2 separate regions of the Ovis aries genome follow, and region 1 is linked to region 2. Evidence: chromatin contacts called from public Hi-C data. All regions are on one chromosome and are shown on one strand. Each heading gives the region's core, a stretch centred on a gene start, on an enhancer-like site or on the middle of the called end of the contact. The rest is flanking DNA. Distances are from core to core; before and after follow the strand shown.

Region 1 (7,020 bases), core at 1,075-3,574, 61 kb before region 2:
TCTTCACTGGGGTGTGCAGGCTTGATTGCCCCACGCCATGTGGAATCTTCCCAGCCCAGGAATCAAATGTGTCCCCTTCATTGGCAGGCAGACTCTTAACCACTGTACCATGAGGGAAGTCCCTTTGCTCCCTTTTTTAAAATGGGTAAATTTACTTAATCTCTCAGAGCCTCGGGGTCCTCATCTGTAAAATAGGATGCCATTCCCCACCTTCTGGTGTCCTGACAGGACTGAAATACTTCACATATGCAAAGGGCTCTTCCTGTACTTAAGCACTAAGGAAGCAGTGGCTTCTTTTAGAGGCTGAAGGAGAGGGACTGGGGGGGTGGTTGGAGGGTGCAGCTTCTCCCTCGGTTGTGCCAGCATCGGCCTTGTCTGGGGGTTGGTTCCATGAGCTGTGGGCTCATTTGTAGCTGATGCAGCTCCAAGGCAGGAGAGACTTTTCCAACACTGCTGCAGCTGATTATCGCAGTTGAGTTGTGTTGAGGAGGACAGGCCTGTTTACTCTGGCTCTCGGCTTATTATTATGGCCAGGCTACTGGAATCCAGGGGCCCTACACTTCACACTAGAGCACGTCTGAAGAAGTTGCCTGCTGATTCCAGTCTTGTAACCAAGCCTTTGCTTGGTTGAGGGGTTTGTTGCTTAGAAGCATCTCATCAGAGCCCTTTGGTGAAGTGGATGTTCTTCTGGCCGCCTCTGTCTGGGTTTTCAGTGAGGGGCTTGCTTGAGGGAGCCTGCCTGCCAGCTGAAGCTCTAAGAGTGTTTCCTTGGTAGAGATACTCCCAAGTTTCCTGCTTTGTGCTCCCCTGTGCATGGTTCTTGAGTCTAGGGAATTGTGTATACATGGGAGGCATAAGCAGAAATGGCTGTAGGGTCAGATCAGAGACATTTCCTCCTTGGAGGTCTGTGCTAGCTTTTGAGATAATGGGGACATTGTAAAATGGCCAAGCAGAGGCTTGTTTTGTTTCCCCTAAGCTTCACTTAATTGGTTGAGAATTGTGGAAGCCTGGTGCTGCTGAATAGGATGTTTCTCAGTTCTCAAGTAGAGGATGTTCACTGAGCTATGTAAGTCCATTCAGTCATCTTAAGAGACTGACACTGAGGCCCAGAGATAGAATTTGAATTACAACTTATGTCAAATTCCACCCACTGGTAGCAGTTACTTGGAATATTGTGTGAGGAGTCTGAATCAGTATGAATGAGTGCCATGATTGATATTTTTAAGTTGGCATCGTGATTGATTATTGATGTCTACATGGGCAAAGGATGTGTTTGCTATGCCTGCTGTGGCCTCAGCGTGCAGGTATTTCACCTGAGAGCCTTCTCTTTTACGTGGCATGCTTCCTTGTGGAGGACAGCAAGTTAGCACCTGCCGCCAGCGATCTGCCTCCTAGAATTTTGGACCTTTTCTTGGTCTGCACCAACACAGAACTTAACCCTGCTTCTCATATAGCCCTGCCTTATTTCGTTACAGTGTCTGGTCTGAGAGATTCTTTTCCAAGTAATGACTCAGATCACTTCCCCTAGTCACTTAGGTGTGACCGCCCTCTCCCTGCACACAGGGGCATGACTTTGCTTCTGCAAGCCTGTGAGTGTCACCATGCTTAATCCAGTCATGTAGCAGGAATTACTGATTGCCTAAGACACAAGAGCCTATCTGTGATGGAATAGCCACTGCTCTCTCGTGCCAGGTATTCTGTGTGGTGCTTCATGTGCGTCGTCTCGTTGAATCCTTGCCCATGACCTTGTGAAGAAGAGATCATCATCACCACTTTGCAGGTGTGGAAACTGAGGCCCGGAGAATTTATATTACTTGCTATCTTGTTAGAAGGGTAGACAGGGTTCAAATGTGGGTCCGTTTGGGCTCTTAACACCTGTGTTTTTCTTACTCAGCCTTAAGCACTAGAACTACTAGTTTGCCAGGTTAGTCAGCCACATCCACAATCAGTTAAACTGTGGTCAGATAGGAATGTGTTTTGTAATATCCCTGTGATGATGTCATGGGATTGTTTGATCTTATGTCTTTTCCTGGGGTCAGGAGAGGCTGGGAGACTTTGTGTTAACAGCTCTACTGAAGAAAGACCTGTGTTGTTTTGCTGCCCCCACTCGGCACTCACCCAGCCCTGTTCGTTTTCTGTTGATCTCCGCTGTTCCAGACATCCTTGTTTGGGGAAGGGACCTACCTCACCAGTGACCTGAGCCTGGCCCTCATTTATAGCCCCCATGGCCACGGGTGGCAGCACAGTCTCCTTGGCCCCATCCTTAGCTGCGTGGCTGTGTGCGAGGTCATTGACCATCCAGACGTCAAGTGCCAAACGAAGAAGAAGGGTGAGTAAGCGCTTGGCCCTGCCCTGGGCTGCAGGCCTCTGGGTGTCAGGCTCTTGCCTTTGGCCCAGCTGTTGGGTGGAACACCCGTTGCATGGCAAGGGATGGGTTGGGTGCAGAGCAGTGTAGGATAGAGCCTGCCTTCAGGGAGTGAGCCGTCTCCTTAAGGACTGAACACAAGGTGAAAAGGGTATCATCTACTACAAGGCAGTAGGTCAGTAGTGCCAGCTGAGAGTGCTGATAAGGTCCATGGGATAGCTCAGAGGAGAGGGCAGTCACGGTGGGTCCAAGTGCTCAGGGAAAGCTTTGGGGTAGAGAAGAGGAAAATGAACCTGCGAGGCCAGAGCACAGGCTCCTTGAAGGCAGAAACTGGGTCTCATTCACTCTTGGGCACCTATTGTCAGCAGGGAGCCTGGTACGTACTTGACATTCAGTAAACATTTGCTAAACTGAAGCTAAGGTTGTGTCTTGCCCTGTTCCTCCAGGCCGCTCTGGTGTGTGCTGGAGCCCCAGGAGGATGTGAGGGGCAGCTGAGGCCATGGGGGTAAATCCTGGGCTCCCCAGTGAGCAGATGACCAGCAGGCCCCTCAGTCCGCTCTCCTGATCTGTCCCTTAAGGCTCTGCCCCCTGCTGTTTCGTCCTGAAAGGCAGAGAAGTCACAGAACTGTCATTCTAGACTCCAGAGCTGGCCTGTTGGTTCCACTGAGAGAAGGAGAATTGAGAACACTGTTCCCGGCCCCTAATGTAAAACAACTGGAATCCTGGGGAACGGGCCCAGGTCTGACGCCACTCTCCCAAACCAGACAGCATGAATATTCGTTTGTATAATTCTTAGGAAGTCTGCACACCATGACATTAAACATCAGGACAAGACCTGGTAATGTCTGCTGTCACAAAGCTTCGGCCTGTTGCGGACTTTTTTGATTGTTGTTTTTCTGGTTCTTTTTCATACAGCTTTTTCATGTTACTAAAAGGAAAGGGTTTCTGTTTTTTTTAAACAAGTCATGGTATGAAGGGTGGAAGATGAGTGTTCTAGGAAGCTCGAATCCAGAATGGTTAATTTAAAATGCCTGTTAAAAGGCTTGTTCTAGATCAAGTCCTGTTGCTAGCTGCTAGCCCCGGATGATTTTTTTGTTGTGGCCATCAGTCTGCTGCTTCCCTCTGCTTTCCCCACTCAGTCTTCTTCTTTTTTACCCTTTTGTATCTTTTTTTATTTTCCTATTCCCTTTTCCCTCTTCCTGGTGGTCTGTCTGTGGGACTCTCCTGTATTTTAGTCCTGCTTCCCGTACACAGGCCATTCCTCTGCCTGCTGGGGCCTCTCCACCCTCAGGACCAGGAGGCTTGACTCGTTTCTACTCGTAGTTTGCTTTTGTTATTGTATTTCCCCCTGTAAAGTTGTGCTTTTTCTCCTTATTCAGATTCCAAGGAGATAGATCGCAGGAGAGCGAGAATCAAGCACAGTGAAGGGGGCGACGTCCCTCCAAAGTACTTTGTGGTCACTAATAACCAGCTCTTGCGCGTGAAGTACCTGCTGGTGTACTCGCAGAAGCAGCCCAACAGGTGAGACGGACAGTTGCTGCACGAAATCCAGGAGGACAGCCAAGGGCTGTGTTCATAGGAGCGGGTTCCTGGTTGTCAGCGGCCCCTCTCCCTCAGTCTAAACCGCAGCTATGTATAAAATACATAAAGCACTCTGCTTCATGTAAGGGGTGAGGAGGGAGGAATACGTTGAATAAAATGTGGTCCTGGCCCTAGGGGACTGGGTATTACAGTGAGGAATGGCTTTGTTAACACAATGACTTGAGGGACTGAATGAAGCCGAACCGTGAAGCCCCTTAGCCACCTAGGCTCTGATCACGAGGCTGAAATCCACTGACTGGGCTGAACTGAGAGGTAGATTGGGGCCAGGATTGAGCTGGAATTCTGATTCTGTGCTGTCCGGCTCAGTCACTTTCCACAGTGACTCTCAGACCGCCACCTGCTCCTTTTTGGACCTGAGATGCTTCATCTTTATCTCTAAAATTAGAGTGTCGAATCCAATAGCAGATGAGGCCATCCTGCCCCACACGAACCTGAGAGTGGCGATTCCTCACGCTGTTCCAGCAGGGTGTATTTGGGGGTTTGGCAGGGCTCTCTGGGGTTGAGGGTCACTTTGAGATTTTGTTGCATTGTTGGTAGAGTTTCTCATGGGGATGAGCAACAGGTAAGCAGGTTAGACAGGGAAAGGGTTATTGTTAATACTCCCAACTCCTGCTTATCTATACCAGTGGCTTCTATGCTTCAGGATTCAATAAACTAGTAAAATCATCTCCCCTTAAATCTGGGAAGTATGTACAGGGTTCCTAAGTTTGGGGGACAGTATTCTGTGCTTTAGAATCATCTGGCTTTTTCTACTTGAAAATTCCATTCTTTTCCCACTCCTTCCTGCAGTGTCTCTGTACTGCACATTTGGATGGCTTAGATCATCTCCCAGTGGGTCAGAGAGGATTTCCCCTGCTCAGAGTGATATCTGTGCATGTCTGAAAGTGAAAAGCTTTGTGCTAAATACCCTGCCACCTGCCGCCATCTGGTCATCTGCCTTAGCAAGGTCATCTGTTTAGATACCATGGTCTTGCTTAAGAAAAGACTGGTTATAAAAGGTACAAGAGGAGCTATAAAAGAAAAGATTAGGATGAGCTCATTGCATAGCTGTCTTTGTACATTTAGAAATTGTTCTGGTGAAAGGCATGTCAGTGCCAGGGCAAACAGCTCCAGATTTTTTGAGCAAAGGAGCACGCATGAAGCTTCATTTCATGGCTCACTCGGAGGACGAAATTCATCATTTCATCTTCTCTGAGCCAGAAGTTGTTGCATACCCTTTAAAAAAATATTTTTCTCTTTGTTCCAACATTCCCCCACCCCCTCTCGCCGCTGAAGCAGGGCTTCCAGCCAGCTCTCCTGGGTCTCCAGCCATTGGTTTACGGTCATGATCACCCTGTATCTGCTGCTGCTGCTCGCAGTGAGTGTCATCAACTCCTCAGCTTTCCAACACTTCTGGAATCGTGCGAAGAGATAATCTTTCTGGGCCTGGTGTGGGGGCCACCTCGATCACGTGCCTTATGATAACTTGTTCTGTATCTCCTGTGCCCCCCATCCAGCCAGGTCAAACCTGGGGGCCACCTGGGGACCACAGGACAATTTTCATATGCCATAAATGTATCAATTGCCTTTGACGATGCTCTCCGCCACTCTAGTCAACAGAGGGCACTGGCCCCTCTTAGCTTTTGGGGGAGATTTCCTGTCTGTTCCTTCCTAAACAGTCTTAGGGAGTTGGCTTTTTTGCCAGGGCCAAAGGAGAAAGTCCTGCTGCATTTGAAAACAAAGTGTCCAGGCTGTCTGTGAGGTGTTTACAGTTGCTTCTGGTGGACATCGGCCCTTCTCTAATGCCTTCTTGGAAGGCAGAAAATGTGTAGTGGGGACTATAAATCACTAGGCAGTTGCCTTGTTTTGACTTGAGACACCCAAGAGGAACAGTCCTGTTTCTCATAAAACTCAGTGGGATCGTTTTGAATTCCATCAGCCTTTGTATGCGAGTGCAAAACACTTTTCACAGTTTTCTCACGTCAACAAACAGTCCTCTGCTACAGCTGTAACCCCTCCACCCAGCCGCGGATGAGAAAGGAAGGAGTCAGAGACCCGATAAAAACGATGAGCAACGCAAGTCGTCTTTTTCTAAAAATTACCAATTGCTGATTACAGCCTAAATGGAACCAAATGTTTGTTTTCTGATTTTTTTAAAGAATAACTATTTGACAATTTGTTTTTATGAGCTAAAGGGGGAAATTTCTAAACCTAGAGCACCATTTGGCCAGCGCCCACAGCCTCTTTCCTGGCCATGCTTTAGAGAAAAAAGATTTGAGCTGCAGGCCTGCCTCCTGCTCTCGTTCTCACGAAGCTGCCTTGATTGTGGCCCATCAGCCACAAGTGCCACACTGCAGGCCTTCTGGGGGTGGCCGGCCTTTGAAGCAGAGGCTGGCCTCAGTGTGCCACAGGTGTGTGGGGGCCACGCCTCCCTCCCAGGGCCTGCGGGTCTCTGAGACTCAGCCTGAGCTTTAAATGCACAGGAAAAGCCTCAGGCTGCTCCGGGAGCACTGGTTCTACCTGCTGTATTCTCTGCCCCTCCTTCCTGCCCAGTGTCAGCCATCACGGAGCCCTGATTTTGGGGGGAGATTTCTGTAAAGAAAGAAGATGGAAAGTCATTTTTCTATAATTTGTGAAGTTGTGAAAAAGCCACTATCATGGTTTCTACATTGAATATTGGAACATTTCAGAAATAATAAAGATATTTTCCTAATTTCCAAGTTGCCTTTGTGACTGCTTTTCAGCCTTAATGCGAGGCTGCTGTGTATTCGTTGTGAAGAATTTCATCCTCTCTTTGCTTCCATGTTTGGGGTAGCCATTTTCTGGAGAGTATGTATCTCTAGGATATCCATAGGCATTACATTTATAGTCACTGATTTAGCAAATGTGAGCACCTACTGTGTACCAGGCACTAGAAATAGGAGCAGCATCAGGTCCAACTGCCCCTCCCCTCATGGAACTGACAGTCTAGCAAGGTAGACAGACCAGCAGACATTCTCAGGAGTGAAGTTGGCATTATAGGATATTATAAAGGAGTTCTGGAAAACAGTTGGCAGGGTATCTTAACATGGTCT
Region 2 (7,423 bases), core at 4,720-7,219:
CAACACCACCAAAGTGCTGCCCTTCAATAAGAAGGGGAGTGCTGTGTTCCATGAGATCAAGATGCTTCGGCGGAAAGAGCCCATCACCTTGGAGGCCATGGAGACCAACATTATTCCTTTGGGGGACATGGCTGGTGAAGACCCTGTGGCTGAGCTGGAGATCCCATCCAAGAGTTTCTACCGGCAGAACGGGGAGCCCTACATGGGAAAAGTAAAGGCCAGTGTGACCTTCCTGGATCCCCGGAATATTTCCACAGCTACTGCTGCCCAGAGTGACCTGAACTTCATCAATGATGAAGGAGACACTTTCCCTCTTCGGACATATGGCATGTTCTCGGTGGACTTCAGAGATGAAGCCACCTCAGAGTCCCTTAATGTTGGCAAGGTGAAGGTTCATCTTGACTCAACCCAGGTCAAGATGCCAGAGCATGTGCCCATGATGAAACTCTGGTCGCTCAACCCAGAAACAGGGCTGTGGGAGGAGGAAAGTGACTTCAAACCTGAAAGCCAAAGGCGGAACAGAAGGGAAGACAGGACCTTCCTGGTGGGCAACATGGAGATCCGTGAGCGGAGGCTTTTTAACCTGGATGTCCCGGAAAGCAGGAGGTGCTTCATCAAGGTGAGGGCCTACAGGAGTGAGAGGTTCTTGCCCAGTGAGCAAATCCAGGGGGTTGTGGTCTCTGTGATCAACCTGGAGCCGAGGACTGGCTTCTCCTCCAACCCCAGGGCCTGGGGCCGCTTTGACAGTGTCCTCACGGGTCCCAATGGGGCCTGCCTGCCTGCCTTCTGTGATGACCAGTCCCCCGATGCTTACTCTGCCTATGTCTTGGCCAGCCTGGCTGGGGAAGAACTGGAAGCAGTGGAGTCTTCTCCTAAATTCAACCCAAATGCAATTGGTGTCCCTCAGCCCTACCTCAACAAGCTCAAGTACCGCCGGACAGACCATGAGGACCCACGGGTCAAGAAGACAGCTTTCCAGATCAGCATGGCCAAGCCACGGCCCAACGCAGCTGAGGAGGGCAATGGACCCATCTATGCATTTGAGAACCTCCGGGCATGCGAGGACGCACCACCCAGTGCGGCCCATTTCCGGTTCTACCAGATTGAGGGGGATCGGTATGACTATAACACAGTCCCATTCAACGATGATGACCCCATGAGCTGGACTGAAGACTACCTGGCATGGTGGCCGAAGCCAATGGAGTTCAGGGCTTGCTTCATCAAGGTGAAGATTGTGGGGCCACTGGAGATAAATGTGCGATCCCGTAACATGGGGGGCACCCACCGGCGGACGGTGGGAAAGCTATATGGAATCCGGGATGTGAAGAGCACACGGGACAGGGACCAGCCCAACGTCTCCTCTGCCTGTTTGGAGTTCAAGTGCAGTGGGATGCTCTATGACCAGGACCGTGTGGACCGCACCCTGGTGAAGGTCGTCCCCCAGGGCAGTTGCCAACGAGCCAGTGTAAACTCTATGCTGCATGAGTACCTGGTCAACCACCTACCGCTGGCGGTCAACAACGACACCAGTGAGTACACCATGCTGGCGCCCTTGGACCCACTGGGCCACAACTATGGCATCTACACTGTCACTGACCAGGACCCTCGCACGGCCAAGGAGATTGCGCTCGGCCGGTGCTTTGATGGCACATCCGATGGCTCCTCCAGAGTCATGAAGGCCAATGTGGGAGTGGCCCTCACCTTTAACTGCGTAGAGAGGCAGGTGGGCCGTCAGAGTGCCTTCCAGTACCTCCAGAACACCCCGGCCCAGCCCTCTCCTGCAAGCACTGTCAGGGGAAGAGTGCCCTCAAGGAGGCAGCGGGCAAGTCAGGGTAGCCAGCGTGGAGGGGTGGCCTCTCTGAGGTTTCCTGGGGCTGCTCAGCAGCCTCTGAGCGACTGAGGCTTGTGGTACTTCTCTCCTGCCATCTCACATGACAGCCTTGTGGGACTGACGCCCAAACTGTCACTCGGTTAATTTAAGCCCATCTGTTCTGGTGCAACTTGCGTGTTTGTTTCTTCATTCCTTTACTTGCTTATTGTCTTTGTCCCATGGTACTGATTGGCATGAAGCCCCTAACATGTCAAAATAAAGCCCCACTGTCCTGTTCTCTCTCTACAAGAAACAAGAAATTGGCCATGGGCAAACTCTGTGGCTTCAAGCATTCTTCCTTTAGTGCCCTACCTGGAAATGTCTTTCTTTTTCTTTTTTGCATGGTTTTGCCCACCTCTAATGATAATCTGATGTTGAAGATCAAATAACCAATATAAAGCATATTTCTTGGCCTGGCTCCATAGGATGTAAGCAAGGCCTGCATCACAGTTCATACATATAAAAGGTGGTGAAATAAAGAAATAAACTATATTGTTACTTGAAATGGTACTAACATTTCTTAGCTGAATCTGGAACTCTAGTGCATGTTCAGTGTTACACTGTTGAATATAAGGTAATCATATTTCCTCTGCCAAATCTGGAAAAAACATCACCTGGTATCCACAACTACACTTGGTTGCTAACTATATTAATGTGTTTCCTTTTATATTTGCTATTGTTCTTGCTAGAAGCCCAGTGTGGCCCAGAACAGATGTCAATAAATGCACATTTTGTACTTGATTTTGAGGTCGCTGACCTGTCTTTAAACCATTAAAGTGAGCTAACTGTTCAGAGGGACAGAGGGGTCTCTGGAAAATGGTCACAAGTTGGCACGAGGCATAGCACCGCCTAACCCCAAGTTACAGGGCTGGGTGACTAGGCACATATTCCAGTGGTCAAGTTTGTTCTCATGGATCATATTTTCCATTTGCAGAGAAGAGCAGAGATTCCTGGAGTTGAAAGCATGTTCTGGGCCCCTGAACAAAGCTGAAAACATGTCCTGATTTTTTTTTTTTTTTATCCCTTCCAATACCGTGGAGCTTATACAATGGTTTGGCCCAGGGTCTGGCACGCTGGCCCAGTGGTCCTTTGGCAACTCCCCACAGTGTGCTGCCTTCTCTAGCTGGGTTGGCTGGCCTCACTCAGAAGGATGGGCTTTTTATTTTTTTCATTCCAAGTTCTTCTAAAGATGCTCAGCTTTTTCAGACACCAGACCTCTGTTGTGTATAATGGCCTCTGTCCCTTGAGTAAAATGACTGGTTCAAATGGACAGGGTTTTTTTTTTTTTTTCTTTTTGGAAAAGGTGTTTGGTTTAAAATAGTATATCAGAGGCCCTAGATGGTGCCAGAGTGATCCTGGAGGCATCAACAGCCAGGGTTGAGTAAGATGCACTGATGGCCTCTTTCCCAACCTCTCCAGAATCTATTACAAAAGAGGTCAAGGGGTGAGGAGAGGGCATCACTTACAATCAGGACAAAATGCTGTCCCTGATCCCCTAGCAGGCCTGGTTCAGCTCATTTTGGCCACCTCCGGTCTGGCTTGGATTTATAATCTTGGATCAGTATCTGCCCAGTTCCCAGGGGTTTGGTTCATAATTGACTAGAAATTTCCCCGGCTAAGCACCCCACTCCCATGACCTCTGAGAGTGAGTGTATGCAGGGCTAGGGCCTTGAAGCTTTGTGACTGCTCCTTAACCTACTTCCAGGCTATACTTCCCAGGGAGTGGCTCCCACTGACTACACTGGGTGGGATAACAGCGGGAGCAGTTTTGACTGCCCCTGCCAAGGAGTCAGGCTCAGCTATCTATAGCACAGCTGCCTCACAGCTTCAACCTGCTCGTCCAGTTTCCTGCAAACTCATCAGAAGGGGTTGCTGGGGAAAGTGGGATGACTGGGCTCCCAACCCCTGGCCTTCCCTTTCTGTTCTCCTTTGAGGACCTGAATAAATGGACTCTAGCAAGTGGCAGCTGCTGGAGTCCATTTTTTTTTCTTGCTCATCAAATATTTATTGAGTGCCTATTCTATGCAAAGCCATGTGTGCAAGTAGAGAGGTCTTCATGAGTATATAAAATATACTACATGGACTTTCCAGGTGGTCCAGTGGTTAAGAATCTGCCTTGCAATGCAGGGGACGTGGGGTTTGATCCCTGGCCTGGGAACTGAGATCCCACATGCCACAGGGCAACTAAGTCTGCTCACCACAACTAGAGAATCCCACATGCCACAACTAAGACTCAATGCAGCCAAAAAGAAAAAGAAAACCCACACACAGTGGCACCAGCTGTGGAGGGGGTGGTGGCCAGAGGAGGCTTCTTAGAGGAGGTGGCGTGTACTTTGACGTCTGAGTGATAGGACCTGGCATGCTGAAGCTGTGGTTTGTCAGAGGCAAGGGCCACAAGCAGAAACTGTGGGCAAAACCAGGAAGGTGGCGGTTGGGAGGGGAAGGCAGATACCTCTCCTTCCGACAAGGAACACTGTTGAGTTGAGCTCATGACACCTACTTTTTAAGCATTTTGCTTCTGAAGGCAGATAGACTCCTTGCTAGCTGTCTGACTTTGGTTAGGTCATTTTCCTCACCTGTAAATGAAGGGGTTGGAGGACTTCCCTGGTGGTCTAGTGGTTAAGACTCTGCTTCCACCACAGGGAGTATGGGTTCGACCCCTGGTCAAGGAACCCACATGCTACTCTACACAGCCAAAATAAATAAATCAATAAATAAATGGGTTGGTTGTACACCTAAAACTAATATCTAAATTATAAGTAAATAGGAAAAAAATTAAATGGAGCATTTGTCTAGACTGACTCTAAACCATCTCTGAAGTCCTTTCCTTGCTCTTCACTGAGGCTAAAGAGCACAGTTCCCAAGATGCTTTTGCTTTAACAAACAGCGGATGATTCACTGGGTGTTCCCGTCCCCTGCGGAGACTCTGCAGACTGGATGGACAAAACGTTCATTTCAGAAAAGCCCCGGGGTTTTGGGCTCAGCCTGCTGTACCCTGGCGGATAACCCAGTTACTGAGAGTGAACTGTAAGAAGACAGACGCCAGATGGCAGGGAGGAAGGGCACAGACAGGAAGACAGAGGGGCTGATCAGACAGTTTCTGCTCCCAACCAAGGAAGCTGCAGGCAGAAAATTTGCTACAGTTTGGAGAGTTCCAGCAGCTAGATTGGTAGAGAAAAATGTCACCTAGATGTCAGGATAAGAACAGAGGCTTGAAAGACTGAGAGAACTTAGACAAGTTGGAGGAAGTGCAGGACAGGAGGAATTTTAGGCAAAGGGATATCAGCTAGAGCCAAGGAGTAGTGCTGGGACTGCACACTGCAAGGCTTTTGGTTGGAAGTAAGAGGGATGCCAGCAGACAACTGGAAGGGCTAGAACCAGGGACTGCAAAGCCTTCAGAATCTAGGCCATCACTTTTTGGTTTTCCCCTCCAGTTAATTATGACTTACGGCAATTTGGTAAAATTATACCTTTATAAATGGAAATGAGGCATCTATCTTTTCTCTCTACCTGATCCCTCCAGAAACTATAATTTCTTAGTTTGCCAGTAACTTTATCAGGCAAATAAGGAAAGTGAAAGTGGCTCAGTTGTGTCTGATTCTTTGTGACCCCCTGGACCATATAGTCCATGGACTTCTCTAGGCCAGAATACTGGAGTGGGTAGCCTTTCCCTTCTCCAGGGGATCTTCTCAACTCAGGGATCGAACCCAGGTATGCGGGTGGATTCTTTACCAGCTGAGCTACAAGGGAAGTCCAAGAATATTGGAGTGGGTAGCCTATCCCTTCTCCAGCGATCTTCCCGACCCAGGAGTTGATCTGGGGTGTCCTACATTGCAGGTGGATTCTTTACCAACTGAGCTATGAGAGAAGCCCAAGTAAGGAAGGCTACCTCCTAATAGGTACAGAAGTCTTAAGGTACTTGGGAAATGAGAGGAATTCATCCAAATCTATAGATACCACAGGCAGAATCTGTGACAAGGCCTTGGCATGGCTTTCCTGCCTTTGAGAGGCCTTTCAAAAGCTTAATCTGAGATTCCTTATGAAAAGTTCCAGCACAGCCAACTTAAAAAGAGCCTGTGAGATCAATAGCATGGGTGTGTGCTGAGTCACTTCAGTCGTGTTTGATTCTTTATGACGCTATGGGCTGCTGCCCACCAGGCTCCTTTGTCCATGGGATTCTCTAGATAAGAATACTGGAGTGGGTAGCTGTGCTCTCCTCCAGGGGATCTTCCTAACCCAGGGATCAAATCCAAGTCCTGCATTGACAGACAGGTTCTTTACCACTAGTGCCACTTGGGAAGCCCATGTGATCAGTTACACTTATGTAGATAATCAGGCCAAATTTGTGAAAAGCAGATTTATTTCACAGATTAGTCTTAATTTGGCCATATTTGGTAGAAATGAGGGTATTTTAGAGAGAAAAATGCATGTTTCAGTGGATATTTAATTCTAGTTTTGTTAATTGAAGTCTGTATTTACTGCTAAAGACTCACTTCTCAGATGGTTCGTTGTTGCCATATTATTGTAAAGTTTGGTTCTGAAGCTTATCACAGTTATCTATCTTTGAATGAAGATAAGTGCCATGACTCGCAACCAGCAGATTATGTATACTGGAAAAGACATCAGATAAAGGATTCTTTACAGCCACTTTCATTCTTCTGAATGAACTGCAACTCCTATTTCTGATACCCAACTTTGACTAGGATTAATACTACCAGACCAGGACAAGAAGATGACATCTGAAGTAGACAGCTGACCCAAGATGCTGGACCAAGTCTGTATAATAATTAGTTCAGTTCAGTCGCTCAGTCATGTCTGACTCTTTGCGACCCCATGAATCGCAGCACGCCAGGCCTCCCTGTCCATCACCAACTCCCGGAGTTCACTCAGATTCACATCCATCGAGTCCGTGATGCCATCCAGCCATCTCATCCTCTGTCGTCCCCTTCTCCTGCCCCCAATCCCTCCCAGCATCAGAGTCTTTTCCAATGAGTCAACTCTTCCCATGAGGTGGCCAAAGTACTGGAGTTTCAGCTTTAGCATCATTCCTTCCAAAGAAATCCCAGGGCTGATCTTCAGAATGGACTGCTTGGATCTCCTTGCAGTCCAAGAGACTCTCAAGAGTCTTCTCCAACACCACAGCTCAAAAGCATCAATTCTTCAGCACTCAGCCTTCTTCACAGTCCAACTCTCACATCCATACATGACCACAAGAAAAACCATAGCCTTGACTAGATGGACCTTAGTCGGCAAAGTAATGTCTCTGCTTTTGAATATGCTATCTAGATTGGTCATAACTTTTCTTCCAAGGAGTAAGCGTCTTTTAATTTCATGGCTGCAATCACCATCTGCAGTGATTTTGGAGCCCCCAAAAATGGTCTGACACTGTTGCCACTGTTTTCCCATCTATTTGCCATGAAGTGATGGGACCAGATGCCATGATCTTTGTTTTCTGAATGTTGAGCTTTAGGCCAACTTTTTCACTCTCCTCTTTCACTTTCATCAAGAGGCTATTTAGTTCCTCTTCCCTTTCTGCCATAAGGGTGGTGTCAT

Evidence for each region. Hi-C and Micro-C count contacts between places; a contact is called where the count stands out from the background.
Region 1: a contact with region 2 is called in a Hi-C map of mixed tissues, with 4 times the contacts expected there. The contact joins two enhancer-like sites. A contact is called at or near these places in 10 of 16 Hi-C or Micro-C datasets (hypothalamus, liver, mesenteric adipose tissue and 6 more).

Annotation. Positions count from the first base shown.
Region 1 is chr7:12,187,090-12,194,109 of ARS-UI_Ramb_v3.0, reverse strand. It overlaps PARP16 (poly(ADP-ribose) polymerase family member 16), which reads left to right. Exons shown (of 7, transcript XM_042252046.1): 5 at 2,158-2,329; 6 at 3,745-3,886; 7 at 5,243-6,666. The coding sequence ends at 5,381. The region is part of intron 2 of LOC121819941 (a long non-coding RNA gene); the gene reads right to left. Among named protein-coding and RNA genes, the nearest start is that of PARP16, 23 kb to the left of the region's middle. Within about 2 kb of position 2,324, at least 8 of the 54 cell types and tissues checked have an H3K27ac peak or open chromatin away from gene starts, as enhancers often do.
Region 2 is chr7:12,129,172-12,136,594 of ARS-UI_Ramb_v3.0, reverse strand. CILP (cartilage intermediate layer protein) reads left to right here. Exons shown (of 8, transcript XM_012180737.4): 8 at 1-2,611. The coding sequence ends at 1,900. Among named protein-coding and RNA genes, the nearest start is that of TRNAG-UCC, 13 kb to the right of the region's middle. Within about 2 kb of position 5,969, at least 7 of the 54 cell types and tissues checked have an H3K27ac peak or open chromatin away from gene starts, as enhancers often do.